2 separate regions of the Sus scrofa genome follow, and region 1 is linked to region 2. The links are chromatin contacts, called in public promoter capture Hi-C maps. All regions are on one chromosome and are shown on one strand. Each heading gives the region's core, a stretch centred on a gene start, on an enhancer-like site or on the middle of the called end of the contact. The rest is flanking DNA. Distances are from core to core; before and after follow the strand shown. Region 1 holds the start of XYLB (xylulose kinase). Region 2 holds the start of MYD88 (myeloid differentiation primary response 88).

Region 1 (6,574 bases), core at 3,054-5,553, 200 kb before region 2:
CGTAGGCCGGTGGCTACAGCTCCGATTCGACCCCTAGCCTGGGAACCTCCATATGCCGCAGATGTGGCCTTTAAAAGATAAAATAAAATAAGATATAAGATAAAGCAGGAAATGAAGTAAAATAAAATAGACATGGAGGGACACGTCCACCAGGACCTCTCCAGCCACCTCAGTCAGTAAGTCCACAGCTGTTAGGCACTGAACGGTTTCAGTTCAGGGACTGAAATGAAATTTACATGTTGAACTTCTAATCCCCAGTACCTCAGAATGTGACTGAATTTGGAGACAGGACCTTTAAAAAGGTACTAAAGTTACAGAGAAGTCATTAGGGTGGGCCCTAATCCAGGATGATTGCTGTCCTTATAAAAAAAAGATTGGGGGAGAGTTCCTGCTGTGGCACAATGGGTTAGTGATTCAGTCTCTGTGGGGTTGCCGCTTCTACCCCAACCCGGCTCAGTGGATTAAAGTATCTGGCATTGCCCCAGCTGTGGTGTAGGTCTCAGATGTGGCTTGGATTTGATCCCTGACCCAGGGAACTTTCATATACTGCAGCTGAGGCTGAAAAAGGGTGGAAAAAAAATATATATGTATAGATAGATAGATATAGATATATAGATACATATATGAGTTCTCCTGCAGTGCATTGTGTTAAGGATCTGGTGTTGTTACTTCAGTGGCCTGGGTCACATACTGTGCTGAGGATTCAATCACTGGCCCAGGAAATTCCGCACCCTGCGGGAGGCAGCCCAAAAGAGATTAGAACACTAATAACATGCCTGAGCCGGAAGGGTGACCATGTGAGAGGTAGTAAGAAGGCAGCCATCTGGAAACCAAGGAGAGAGACCTGAGAAGAAAGCAACCTGCCGTGCTCTGAACTTGGACTTTCAGACTCCAGAAACAGGAGACAAAAAATTTCTGTTATTGACACCATCCAGTCTGTGGTATTTTGGTCTGGTAGCCCTCCCAAACCAATTTAACAGCTAAATTCATGATCTTTCTCCCTAAAACCAATTGTTTTGCAAAGTTTACTATCCACCCCAAAGGCCAGCCAGAAATCTCACCTTCACATCTCACTTTCAACTCTGCACCAGATTTGTCAACTGTTATCACCCAGATGCCCTTTCTCCAAGACAACATCATCTCTTACCCCGATGACTGTGAAAAACCTCCTCAATGTGCTCCCGACATGGTACTCTGGCCTTGTCCCATCTGCTCTCCCACTGAACCCAGAGACATCTTCTAAAAACACAAATACAGGGTATTTCCATCATGGCTCAGTGGTAACAAACCCATGAGGATACTGCTTTGATCCCTGGCCCCACTCAGTGGGTTAACGATTTGGCATTGTCGTGAGGTATGGTTTAGGTGGCAGACACAGCCAGGATCCTGAGTTGCTGTGGCTGTAGCATAGGCTGGCAGCTGCAATTCGATCCCCAGCCTGGAACTTCCATATGCCACGAGTGCAGCCCTAAATAGACAAAAAAAACCCAAAAAAACAAAAAAACAAAAAACAAAAAACTCCAACAAAACCCATAAATAAGCCATGTTGGATCGTGCTGCGGCACAAAGGGATTGGTAGCATCTCTGGAGTGCTAGAACACAGGTTCGATCCTTTGCCCAGCAAAATGGGTTAAGGATCCAGTATTGCCGCAGTGGTGACCTACGCCGTGGCTGGGATCTGGTCCCTGGCCTGGGAACTCCATATGCCATGGGATGGCCTAAACAAACAAACAAACAAACAACCCCCCACACACACAATACAACAACGTCTCACACACACACACACACACACACACACACATCCCTATCGCCCTTCAGTGGGTAACCAAAGCTTTTAGGATAAAGATAAACTGTATTCTATGGCCTATATGGCCCAGCCCAGCTTCCACCTCCCTCTTTGCTCCCCAGCCACCATGGCCTTCTTCAGTCCCATGAATGAGCAGCGCTCCTTGCCACAGGGACTTTGCACATGCCCGTTCCTCTCTACCATCTATCACCTGGTTAACCCCACTCATTCATATCTTGGCTTAAGCACTACTTCCTTAGGTATATTCCCTAACCCATTCTCCCAAGTTTGTGTCTAATTCCTTTAAAATAAACAGATGAAGAAGATAGTTCCTTTCCTTCAATGGCCTTCTCTGAGTTTACAACCAAATATTCTTTTGTGAGCGTCTTTGATTAATATCAATCTCTCTCCCTCAGTTGAAGCTCTGGGAGAGCAAGGACCATATGCCTCTTTTTGGATCAGTATCAAATTTCAGCACAGTGCTGGCACAAAGTCTCAGCTATGTATATGAAGTAGTGAGCAGAATGGGAAGGAATGCAGGAGAGCACAACCCAGGCATCGCAGAAAGATGCTGACAGATCCACCAAGACCACCCTCCCACAGTTTGATGTAGCCAGAATAGTGTGGTTTACAAATGTAAAATGTTGAGGGAGGAGCCCAACCCCCGCCCCCATACTTACACACTAGGTACATACCTGAATTCTGGAAGGTCTCTGTCAAAATGCACACTATCCTCATAGAAGACATTCAGCTCTGCATCAACAGCAACAACTTTTACCTGGAAGGCATTTTAAAAAGTAAGGTAGGGGAGTTCCCATTGTGGCTCAGTGGAAACAAATCTGACTAGTATCCATGAGGATGTAGGTTGGATCCCTGGCCTCGCTCAGTGAGTTAAGGATCCGGCATCCCGGTGAACTGTGTGTAGGTTGCAGATGCCGCTCAGATCCAGCATGGCTGTGGTTGTGGCATAGTCTAACAGCTACAGCTCCAATTCAGCCCCTAGTCTGGGAACCTCCATGTGCCGGTGCAGCCCTAAAAAGACAAAATTAATTAATTAATTAAAATAAAATAAAAAAGTAAGGTACAGAATTTTCCTCAGTTTCTACCTGGTCTAAGGATATGAACATCACCAAATGTAGCTCAACTCGCTAGAAAGTGGTTCTGCCTGGAGACCTCCTTGAGGCCCGAGTGCATCACTGTAACCATGGTAACAGAGGTCTCATCGGGGGACATGTCCAAAGACTTAGTAAAATGAAGAAGCTGAGGCTAAGTCGAACACCCATGCAGCTCAGGGAATTTTTGTCCTCCAAACAGCCAGAGCCAAGGCCTTCTAGAGGTGGATATTCTTCTAGAGGTAGATAAGCTGGTTCCTATGTCAAGCAACGAGGTCTGAGAAAGTCCTAGAGGAGAAGGAATACGAGGTGGGTTTGGAGATGTCTCTGGGGCTCCGCACCTGCAGGGGTCTGAGAGATCAGGCAAGGCCCCTGGGCTGTTCCCAAGGACCAGAGACACTTCCCAATGGAGCAGACCTCCAAACCCAAGGGTACAACTCCTTTCTTAGACAGATGCAGAAAATGAGGCCTAGCAAGACAACCTGACCAAGGGTCACAGGGCTTTCTGGTAAGGGATTGGTCACAGCCTTGCTCCGGAGATCCATTCACAGAGAAAGGTTTGACTGCAACTGTGTTAATTTCCCAAGTTAAGGAGAAGGAGCCCCTGGACACCACAGGCCCAATCTGAAGGCAAATTTTGCCTCAGCTTGCCTGTCTGTAGGGCCCTGGGCACGCAGGTTAACCCAGCACACTGGTGCCAACCAATGGCTGTCACAGGTGGGACAAAGTTCATGTGTATACTGTGCCAATTTCGCTTTTTAAAAAAGGCTTCAAGCGGTGTTCTAGTTCTAGGTCACTGGTTCTGCCTGTGTGCCTACCTGTCTGTCTGGTCCTCTCTCTTACAGTAGCTGAATTCTTTGGGTTCCACCAACTGCGCCCAGGGGGCGTGAACCCTTTGGTCCCCAGGGCCCTCTGGGAGCTTTCCAGCTACGTGCCCGCAGGGTCCTGCGGGGGTAGGGGACACGGTGGTGGGGTGGGGTGGGGGTGGGGGAGCCGTTTCTGGAAGGACCGGGGGTCCAGGCCGGGTCACGGTCGCATCTCCCGCGCTGTAGGCACCGGCAGGCACAGCCGGGAAGCCCTAGAAAAGGCGCGCCCGTGGCGTGGCCCAGGGTTCCGGGTGCCTGGTTCACGCCGCCAGCCCGCCCGATGTTGCAAAGAGGGCGGCTACGCCCGGCTGGTCTGGGCCCGCGTTGATACCTGCTGCGTGCTGAAGTCCCATCCCAGGCAGCAGTGGCGAGCTGAGTGTTCGGCCATGGCTGCGGAGGTTCCGGCTACGGGTCGCTCCCGCCGCGGGACTGTCTGCAAGCTCCAACGCGGTCACGCCAGGGCCCGCCCCTCGCCCCGCCCGGCTGGACGCCAGACCCTGGGACCCCGCGGCCTGGCTCTCTGGCGCCGCCTGCCGGTGGGCAGGGCGGGGGACGTGCAGCGACTCAGTCACGGCCTGCTGTTCACACCAGGGTCCTCCACGCAGCCCTCTCCCTCCAACCCCATCCCGCCTCGCCTCGCCCCACCTCCCATCGTGCTCCCTGCAAAGGCTTGGCCCTAACAGTCTGCTTTCCCTCGGAGGACGCCTTGGCCAAAGGATTCACCTTTAAGCCAGCTTGTCCTTGCCTGTCTCTCTGGTGGCCCTGGGGACAGCCATGGCTGTCTCTCGTGCTGGAGAAGCTGTCCACTGATGGTGGTGACACAGGGAAATGTGCCCTGGGGATGGAGGCACTGGGCTCCAGCAGGCCCTGTCCTGAGCCAGCAAATTGAGTAATTCCCCAGCTCTGACATGTGCCACATCTCACCTCTGTATTTAAAGTCAGAGCCTGAGCCCCCCACCCCCTCCATCTGGGGCTCTTTTGTCCTTGAGATCAGCTGGTGTTGATGGTGTCACCTGTGCCATGCATGGTGACGGGGGGTGAGAACCAAATCAGACCCACTCCCTTAATTCCTACAGCTGAAGACACCTCCTCATCCCCTTATTCCCTCTGGTGTGTCCCCTGGATGGCCTCCCGGCACCTACTCAAGTGAGATGCTCTTCCCGGGAGCTCCCAGCCCAGCAGAGCCCTGATGGAATGGTCTGATTACCCGTATCTCTCTTGCTGAACTTGAACTGCTTAGAGCCCAGATCCTCCTCTTAGCCCAAGGTCCCAAGGTCAGTGGCAGAGCTGGACCCAAATCTAGAGAGTTTGGCTCCAGAGCTTAGGTGTTTAACCAGTAAACAAGACAATTTGCTGGAGAGCCTTGTGAGAAGGCCCAGGGGAAAATATAAAAGGCTCTCGAAGGCCAAGGCTACTGGCTCTGTCTCAGGCTGCCTCAGAGGGAGACCTACTCTTGGTGAGGGGTGCCTTTCTCTATGGGTTATGGCATCTGCCTCATTTTGATGACTCATCCTTTCTCTTAATAGAACAGCCTTTTCACTCCAGAGAAAACCAGAGGTGTGGAGGCCATTTGCCTGTGTAAGGAGACTACACACCCACTGTCTGATCCATTGGCAAAGAATGAAGATAGAATTTTTTCTTTTCTGGCCACAGGATCCTTAACCCCATTGTGCAGAGACAACGCTGGATCCTTAAACTGCTATGCCACAGCAGGAACTCCAAAGACAGAAATCATTTAGGGCTACACCTGTGGCATACGGAAGTTCCCAGGTGAGGGGTCGAATCGGAGCTACAGCTGTCAGCCTTCACCACAGCCGTAGCAACATGGGATCCAAGCTGCTCTGCAACCTACACCACAGCTCACAGCAATGCCTGACCCCCTGAGTGAGACCAGGGATCAAACCTGCATCCTCATGGATACTAGTCAGGTTCTTCCCCCCCCCAATGAATTTTATTACATTTATAGTTGTACAACAATCAGCACAACCAAATTTTATAGCATTTCCAGCCCAAACCCCAGCGCATCTCCCCACCCTCCAAGCTGTCTTATTTGGAACTAGTCAGGTTCTTAAGCTGCTGAGCCACAGAGGTAACTCTAAAGACAGAAATCTTAATTCTGAGTTATTAATACCTACAGTTTCCTGGTGGCCTAGTGGGTTAAGGATATGACATTGACACTGCTATGGCTTGGGTCACTGCTATAATGCAGATTTGATCCCTGGCCCGGGAATTTGAACAGGCCTCAGGGGAGGCCAAAACAAGAAAAAACCCAAGGTGTCCATACCACCCATGTTGTCCTCCTGTTGTTGATGCCCAGGTTGCAATGGCCTGAGGCTGGTCTTTTGCTTATCAGCCTCCAAACTTGAACCTGGATCCCTGCATAGAGCCTGTCAAAGAACTCCTGCTCTGATTGGGAACCGAGTAGAGACTGCCCTGAAGCATCTCTTATCAATTGACCAGATTGCCCACAGTCCCTAGCAAGGCTCCTATCCTCCTGGGGTCCTTAAGGGTACCACAACCTGAGGGCAAAGCTCAGAAGAGGAGTCACATAATCAGATTTGCAGATTAGGAAGGTCACTCAAAATGCTGTGTGGAGAAGGGAGACAAAGGGGAAGAAGGGAAAATTAGAATGTGTTTGGAGGTGGTCTGAACTAGGGCTTATGCCTCAGAGGTGCTGAGGATGGAGAGAAGCAGATGGATTCAGGAGATACTTAGAACCCCATGGACTGAGGGAGGGAAAAGTCAAATGTAATGCCCAAGTTTTCAGTTGAGGTGACCTGGTTAGTTAACTGTTTTGTTTTTTTGTTTGT
Region 2 (7,458 bases), core at 3,142-5,641:
AGGAGAAGGCCCGGCCTGCAGGAATTCCCTGCAAACCCACTGGGAACTACCCAAGGGGCCAGTTTCTCGTACCCAGGAGAGCCTTATCCCAGGTTACTGCTTCCAAACTCCATCCAGACAAAATGAAAACTGCTGATCCCAAAGTATAGAACTCTTTATTATAAACCTAGGGTACAGAAGGGGAGGTTACCAACAGAGGCATTTCTCAGCTCTCTTTAAAATTCTCCCAAAGAATACAAACCAGGTATGAAAAATACTTTCTTCAAATTGTTTTAAAATACTCTCCAATATCAACGTGGGGATAGGTGCCTGGCAGCTAAGTGCTTCATCAAGATCAGGCAGAGAGGGCCCTCCCGTCCCTCCTGAGACCTCGAGGTAAGGTGCTTTGCCCTACTCCTTGCTGGAGGTGAACAGAATGCCATTTCCTAGTAGATTTAGGGTCCTGAGTTCTATCCTGGGACAGAGACCCAAGACCATGACATTTCCTTCTCGAAGGAGAGTTCTAGGGAAACATACAAATCCCCCAGGGAGGGAAAATAGCTGTTGTCGCTAACTGGCTATGTGAATTCAAGCACCTCTTTCCTCACTCTCTGCTCCACTGAACGTGTAAATGCTGGCATTTCCAGAGTCTGGTTACGATGAAGAGGGAAAAAGAGAAAAAGAATACAAGCGTGTCCCATCTTTGTCCAGGGTTAAGCCCCCTCTCTGGTGGGACTGTCCCATCCAGCCGTATCCAGAAGCTGAACCCAGGGAAATGTGTGCATGAAGATGCCTGTATGTGTGTGCATGAAGGTGGGTGTGCACCTGTATAAGCGTCTCTGCGTGTGAGCTTGTATGTGTCCGTGTGTCCACAGGCTTTGGGGCAGGAGGCTCTTGTGTGGTCACTGTAAACTAGTCCCAGAAAACAACTTCGTAAGGCAGTTAATACAGAATATTGGTTGGAATGTTCTCTCTGGGCGGTCCAAAGAGGAAGGCTACCTGCTCATTCTGCCATGGTGAGCTGATGGAGATGTCAGAAGTTGGGAATCCCATCTCATGCAGGGCAGAGCTGAGCATGGGACCACAGGCACTTGACACAAATGAAAAGCAGTCCCAGACGCTCAGGCCAGTCTCTTGGGGACTTAGCACACTGGAGGTGGGCAGAGGCTGGGTGGAATCAAAGAGGCAGATGAGAGGTGGACCCATTGGGGAATCAGGCTTAATGCAAGATCTCCTTGTGCTGAGCCAGCCTGGTTCCCCATCTGTCCCTGGGGCAAGAGGAAGTGGGATGTGAGGTGGGGCAATGAGACCTCAAAGCATCAGCAGGCACCCTTGTGGAAGCAGCTGTCCCAGCAGTGCCATGGTTCCAGCAGTGGTCAGCATGTGCCAGGCCGCCAGCTCTCTCTCAGCCAAGATTTGTCTCCCCCAGGAGACTCAGAACAATGATTCCCTATTTCCCACAGTGCTTCGAACACAGCCACATAGTTCTCTACCGAGAAACTGAGGTCTAAGATGTGTGGATGGGTAAGAGCTGGCTCTTCTGGTCCACCTCTTAGTCCCAGCTGGCTCTGGTTTCCACTGTCCTGGCTTATAACCCAGCAAGCGGGCGTGCCACTTGCTGCTGCCTGTTCTGTTTAGGACATGAGATGTGATGTCCAGATATGTACAGTGGCTTCAGCTGGTCTGTGGAGTTGCCATGTCCAGGAATCAAGAGGCCAGTGGAGCACACACATTCCCCCTACAGCTGCAGAAGTACATGTACAGGCAGACAGATGGATGCACACCCAGGGACCCAGGGCAGTTCAGGGCAGGGATAGGGCCCTGGCAAGGCGAGTCCAGAACCAGGACTTGGTGCAGGGGTTGGTGTAGTCACAGACAGTGATGAACCGCAGGATGCTGGGGAACTCTTTCTTCATTGACTTGTACTTAACAGGGATCAGTCGTTTCTGATGGGCACCTGCAAGCCAAGGAGTGCAGAGCTGGCAGCAGGCTCTCACCCACGTGGGATGGGATCGGTCCCCAGTTCAGAGCTTAACAACAGCCCCCTTCCAACTAACCACCTCTGGCAGACACTCACCCACACAAAGGGCACTCATGTGCACACACAGAGTCATGTGTATAGAGACCTGCCGGAGTTCTTGGGGCTGCATCCATGGCCCTTGGTGAAGGAAGGCTGGCATTTTGAAACCCCACTTACTCCTCTGTGGCAAGAGCAGAGCGGAGCTTACCTGGAGAGAGGCTGAGTGCAAACTTAGTCTGGAAGTCACATTCCTTGCTTTGCAGGTAATCATCAGAGACAACCACTACCATCCGACGGCACCTACGGGAGAGTGAGCAGGCTGCAGGCACTGTGGTGACCTTGTTCAGCACACCCCCATGGGACAGCCTTTAGAGGTGTCCCCTGTTCTCAGGCTAGCCAGGGTCCAGCTGGGAGGATCTCAGCATCAGGATCCCTGGCAGGGCTTTGTACACCCACCCACTTGTCCCTTGGCCACCTAGCCAACCTCTTTTCAATGAGTTCACTAGCAATGGACCAGACGCAGGTGCCAGGCAGGACATCTCGGTCAGACACACATAACTTCAGCCGATAGTTGGTCTGTTCCAGCTGCCGGATCATCTCCTGCACAAACTGGATATCGCTGGGGCAGTAGCAGATGAAGGCATCAAAATGCTCAGGCATTTGCCCTGGGTGCAGAGCACAAGGGTTATGGTCAGAGCTCTACAGGATGGCTGGGGAGGAACCCAGTCAGGTGCCCCAAGACTAAGCACCCCTGGTCCCAGACCCTACACAATTCTGAGATGACACTATTCAGAGAAAGGGTCTTTCCTAGGAGAGGAAAGATGAGCACCCTACCCCCACCCCCCAGCTAAGCCCTAGGCTGACCATGAGACAGATACATCATATGAAACTGTCATGCCAAACCCAGAGATAAGACTACTACTCTTCCTGTTTCTTAGGAAAATAAAGCTCAGAGAGATTAAGTGTCTTGCCCAAAGTGCCACATCCATGCTCTTAACACCGCAGTGTCCTGTGGCCTAGGAAGGAAGTACTGGGCACTTACCCAGGGGGTCATCTCGAATGGTGATGCCTGACATCCAAGGGATGCTGCTATCTACAGAGTCCACCTGTAAAGGCTTCTCAGCTGCCTCCTGCTGCTGCTTCAGAATATACTTTCGGCAGTCCTCTTCTGTGAGGAAGAGACAAAGTGTGGCCAGCTCCCCAGAGGTACTCCGTGCCTCTTCCACAGTCCAGACCCAGCCCCTGTCCCACCTCCCAGGTCATGTTGGCTCCGGGGCTTCTCCAGCCCATTGGTGCCATCCAGAGTTTAACAGCTCTGAAAAGGTGAGCTCCCACCTGTCTCTGGCCATTGTAAAGGGATGTCAGTGGTGTTCTGGCTGTGATGGAAGACATTAAGTTCAGGCTTGTGTGTCTCTCTCTCTTTGCCCCCCTGACTCCCACTTCCTAGGTAGGGCTCCTGAGAATAGAATCCACAATCTGCTTCTTTTAGGATCCACAGCTGATGTGAGCAGGGCATATAAGAACTCAGGAGACTGGTGGTTTATGTGCAGCTAGGGCAGTGGCCCCAACCAAGCAAGGTGTGCCCATCTATGGGCCACTGTCCCCATGCCTGTGCAGATACGTGTCAGCAAGTAGCGGAAAAGGATGCATTTTCTAGGAACCTGAGGTTTCCAAGATTGTCAGCTTTCAGTCCCTTATCTGCCCTGCTGCTCTACTTGAAGCAGTCCCAAGTCCCCTACAGAGGATCCCAATTCTGATTCCTGGACCTGCTTGAAAGCCTTTGCCTGAGCTGTTTCCTTCCTTCTCTGCCTTTCCAGGCCTTCACCTCCTTTCTCTAGCCCCTATCATACCCGGCTATTGAAAGAGGGAACTGGTTCTGCGCGGTTCCCCCATACATGCTGCCTCCAGTGTCTCCCTCTTTACCCCTAGATTACCACCACCCTCCACCCCAGGCGGGAAAGGAGGGATGGATGCTGAGGCGAGTGAAGGTCAGCGCCTTCACACACCCCCACCCCCACCCTGGCAACTTGGATATGCGGCGAAGAGAACGTCCTCACCAATGCTGGGCCCCAGTTCCACCAGCACGTCGTCGCGGCCCAGCTTGGCAAGCAGCTCGAGCAGGCGGCCCACCGAGGCGCCAGGGCGTCCTTGCCAGTCGTCCAGCAGGCTGCGCGTGGGGTCGGGATGCGTCTCCAGCCGCCGGATCTCCAGGTACTCGAAGTTCATCTCCTCCGCCAGCCCAGTCCAGTCCGCAGCCACCTGCGTCCGCACGTTTAGGAAGAGCGACAGGCGGTGCCGCACTCGCACATTGAGCGCTGCCAGAGGCAGGGAGGACATGGAGGGGGTGGGGGGCGCGGACTCCGCTCCGGAGCCTCCTTCAGCCATGGCGGGCCGCCGGGGAGCCTCCGCGCTGTCGAGTCGCCTTGTGGGCCTGTGCTTCCTCCTTCCCATAAAGCCACCCCGCCCTCCTGGTCCCGCCCCGCCTGTTTCTCTTTCCGAGAAGCGCCACCCTGCCCTACAATCTGGAGCCCAGCAGATGTGTGGAGGTGGGGGACGCCCCGTCTCAGCTCTCAGGATCTCGGGGGACGGGGGTTGTGGAGCCTGGGAACCTGCCTTTTGAGGTCCGTGAAGCTGTCTTTCCTCCTGTCTTCAAGGGTCTGTTACGGCGGTGGGACGACGACCCTCCTTGGAGGGTTATAGGAAACAGGGACCTTGCCCTTTGCGTTCTGGTGGAATTACAACCTTTCCATTGGGGATCTGAGGGGTTCATACGGTCCTGCCCTCCAGAATGGTGGGGAAGGGGCAAGGGGACAGGCATCGGCTCTGCCGTCTCCCAAACACCAAATTTTGGTGGAACACGCAATCCTGCCTCTAAGACCACGGGGAAATCCTCGGCTGTGCACTCAGAGGTGGAGGTGGGAAAAGGCATACTGCCTTCTGGAGCCTGAGGACCCTTGAAAAGTGGGGGTCTCATCCTCCGTGATTGGGATAACAGGACACACTGGCCTTCCGCGTCGAAGAGAACCCCGGTACTACCCTCTGGGGTATGGGAAAACACATTTCCGCTGAGAGTCAAGCAGGCACCTGGCCTTGCTCTTCAGGAGGCAGGGAACGCCGTCCTGATCTGGGGAGTTTTGATTCATTCGCTCATTCGATAGGTATTTAGTGATCACCTGTTAAGTGTCAAGTATATTGCAGGCACCCTGGATACAGAGTCTTTCCCTGCCTTAGAGACCCCAGCCTAGTGGCGGAGGTGGGCACTAATCAAACCATCCCCAATGACTGTAAAATTGTTATTTAAAAAAAAGTATGAGGCCCTTTCTCCAGATAGGGAGCCTGTCTCATCTCGGCACCTTTATACGATCCGTTCTCCTACCGTCCCAGAGTTCCCAGTTCCTCTCGAAAGATTTCCCAGGAGAGCACAAGCTCGTCTGGGTTGGCTCTGGGCGGTCTCGGAATTATTTAGGTCCCCCAGCTTGGGGGAGACTGAAGAGAAAGTTAGGAAAGGGTAAGAGCGCCGAGCCAGAAGCTGTAGGCGGCGCTTCTGACAGGCCCGCCTTCTGTTTGGCGGCGGGCAGTGGGCAGGGTTGTAGGGAAAGGAAATCCTGGCAGTGGCGAAGTTTGGTTCAAGACACGGAAGGAACTTCTGGAGACCCGCCTCGGGTAGGCGGAGCTGCAAGCGGAAAGGTTTCGGAGCTGCAAGCGGTAAGGTTTCCGAACTGCATTTCTGGGCGGGGCTTCAGGAAAGTTCACCTACCGGCTCGCAGCTGCAGGCTCCTGTAGGCGGGCTTTGAGTGGAAAGATCCTCTTGGGTCCAGCTTTAGGAGGTTTGATTTGCGGCTGGGGGCGGGACCTCAGGCAAATTCGTCTTCTGGTTGGCTGGGGCGAGACTCTTTAGAGGGAAGGGCCTGTTAGACGCACGGAGCCGTGGGCGGGGCTTAGGAGCCGTGGGCGGGGTTTAGGACCCGGTGGACTTAAGTGTAGTTCCTGCGCGGGTGGTGGTCTATTGGCTTCGGTCTTCAGTGGTCTGCTGGCTGAAGATTTACCCCGCCGAGTTACGCGATGTGGAGGCTGCAGGTTGTGCTGGGCCACTTGAAGGCCCAGCCCACTTCGGATTTGGCGCCGGCGCCGCAGGCCGAACCTTGTAGCAGCAGCCATCCTCTGGCGTCGGCGGAGGACATAGTGGTGGTGCACGGACGGCGCACAGCCATTGGCCGATCCGGCCGCGGCGGCTTCAAGGTGAGGCCCCTGGCCCGGGGCGCTGGGTGTGAGACGGATGCCCAGGGAGGGCTGGGGTCTTGGTTCCTCTGTTCGGTTTCCCTCGGCGTCGGTAGGGTCTCCGCGCTCGAGCTGCGACCGCTCTCTCTGGGGTGCGACTTGGAGAGCGAGGGTTCCCGGGAATCCCGAGCTCCGCCGCCAGCGGGGGATTATCTCGGCCGCGCTTCTCGCTGCAGGACACCACCCCTGACGAGCTTCTCTCTGCAGTCATGACCGCGGTTCTCCAGGATGTCAAGCTGAGCCCAGCCCAGCTAGGGGATATCTGCGTGGGTGAGCACACTAATCCGGGCCTTGTGCTCGGGCTTCGCCTTCCCAACCCGCCAAACCCCTCCTCAAACATTGCTCCACCTGCCAGGTGTTTTCCCTGAGGGGAATGTCACAGATTCGAAGCAGCTGAATTTAATCATCTTTTTAGGTCTTCCGCCCTCTACTCCTGCCTCCGGTACCTTGTGCATATTTAGTACGGTATAAAGGAGGGGTGTCAGGTGATAGACATTTCAACGCCAAGAGTCTTGGCACAGGGGTTTGAGAACACCCTAGGAGACACAGAGACCAGGGTTTTCTATTCCTTCACTGGTTAAGGACGTCCTGTCTATGCAGAACAGAGGGAGCGTCAAAAACCATCTGGTCCAGGAGTTTCCTGGTGGCTGAGAGGGTTAAGGATCCGGCGTTGTCACTACATTGGCTCATGTCACTGCTATGGCACGGGTGCATCCCTAGCTGGGGAGCTTCTACGTACCACTGGCAGGGCCAAGACAAAGCAGAAAACAAAAAAATCGAGTCCAGCTTCTGACCTACAGATGGAGAAACTGAGGCCTGGGGAATTTTCAGCAGCGCTTAGACCTGAATCCAGTGCCTCTTGACCTTCAGTCCTTTCCCCACCTCTGCTGCTCCAGCCTGGAAACATAACATTATATAGTGAGAGCCTCATCATATAGATGCCACCCCTAGGTCAGGAATGATTGTTTCACCCCTGGAGTGCCAGCAGGGCTTGGTGGAGGACACTCAGGGTGTGCATTTTCAGAAATATTTTCCTGACAGACAGGACTACTTCCTTAGACTTCAAGCTTTGCACTTCATTCTTCTTTCCATGCTACCTTTAAATATAGGTGCCATGCCCAGTGTGTGCTGGTTTGGAAAAGCAGGGTGCATAGGAAAGGGAGTTTGGGCCTCTCAGGAAT

The links. Promoter capture Hi-C pulls out the DNA fragments that hold promoters and counts their contacts.
Region 1: a promoter capture Hi-C map of liver shows a contact between it and region 2, with 5 times the contacts expected there. The contact joins the promoter of XYLB here to the promoter of MYD88 in region 2. A contact is called at or near these places in 2 of 5 promoter capture datasets (fetal liver and liver), 4 of 47 Hi-C or Micro-C datasets (liver, retroperitoneal adipose tissue and skeletal muscle) and 1 of 2 datasets of contacts at active chromatin or transcription factors (alveolar macrophages).

What each region holds. Positions count from the first base shown.
Region 1 is chr13:23,171,598-23,178,171 of Sscrofa11.1, reverse strand. XYLB (xylulose kinase) reads right to left here and starts at 4,303. Exons shown (of 21, transcript XM_021071667.1): 1 at 4,096-4,303; 2 at 2,482-2,564. The coding sequence starts at 4,152.
Region 2 is chr13:22,973,884-22,981,341 of Sscrofa11.1, reverse strand. MYD88 (myeloid differentiation primary response 88) reads right to left here and starts at 4,391. Exons shown (of 5, transcript NM_001099923.1): 1 at 4,057-4,391; 2 at 3,042-3,167; 3 at 2,484-2,664; 4 at 2,208-2,299; 5 at 1,774-1,936. The coding sequence starts at 4,384. The coding sequence ends at 1,782. It overlaps ACAA1 (3-ketoacyl-CoA thiolase, peroxisomal), which reads left to right. Exons shown (of 15, transcript XM_003132103.4): 4 at 3,929-6,238; 5 at 6,454-6,547. The coding sequence starts at 6,062.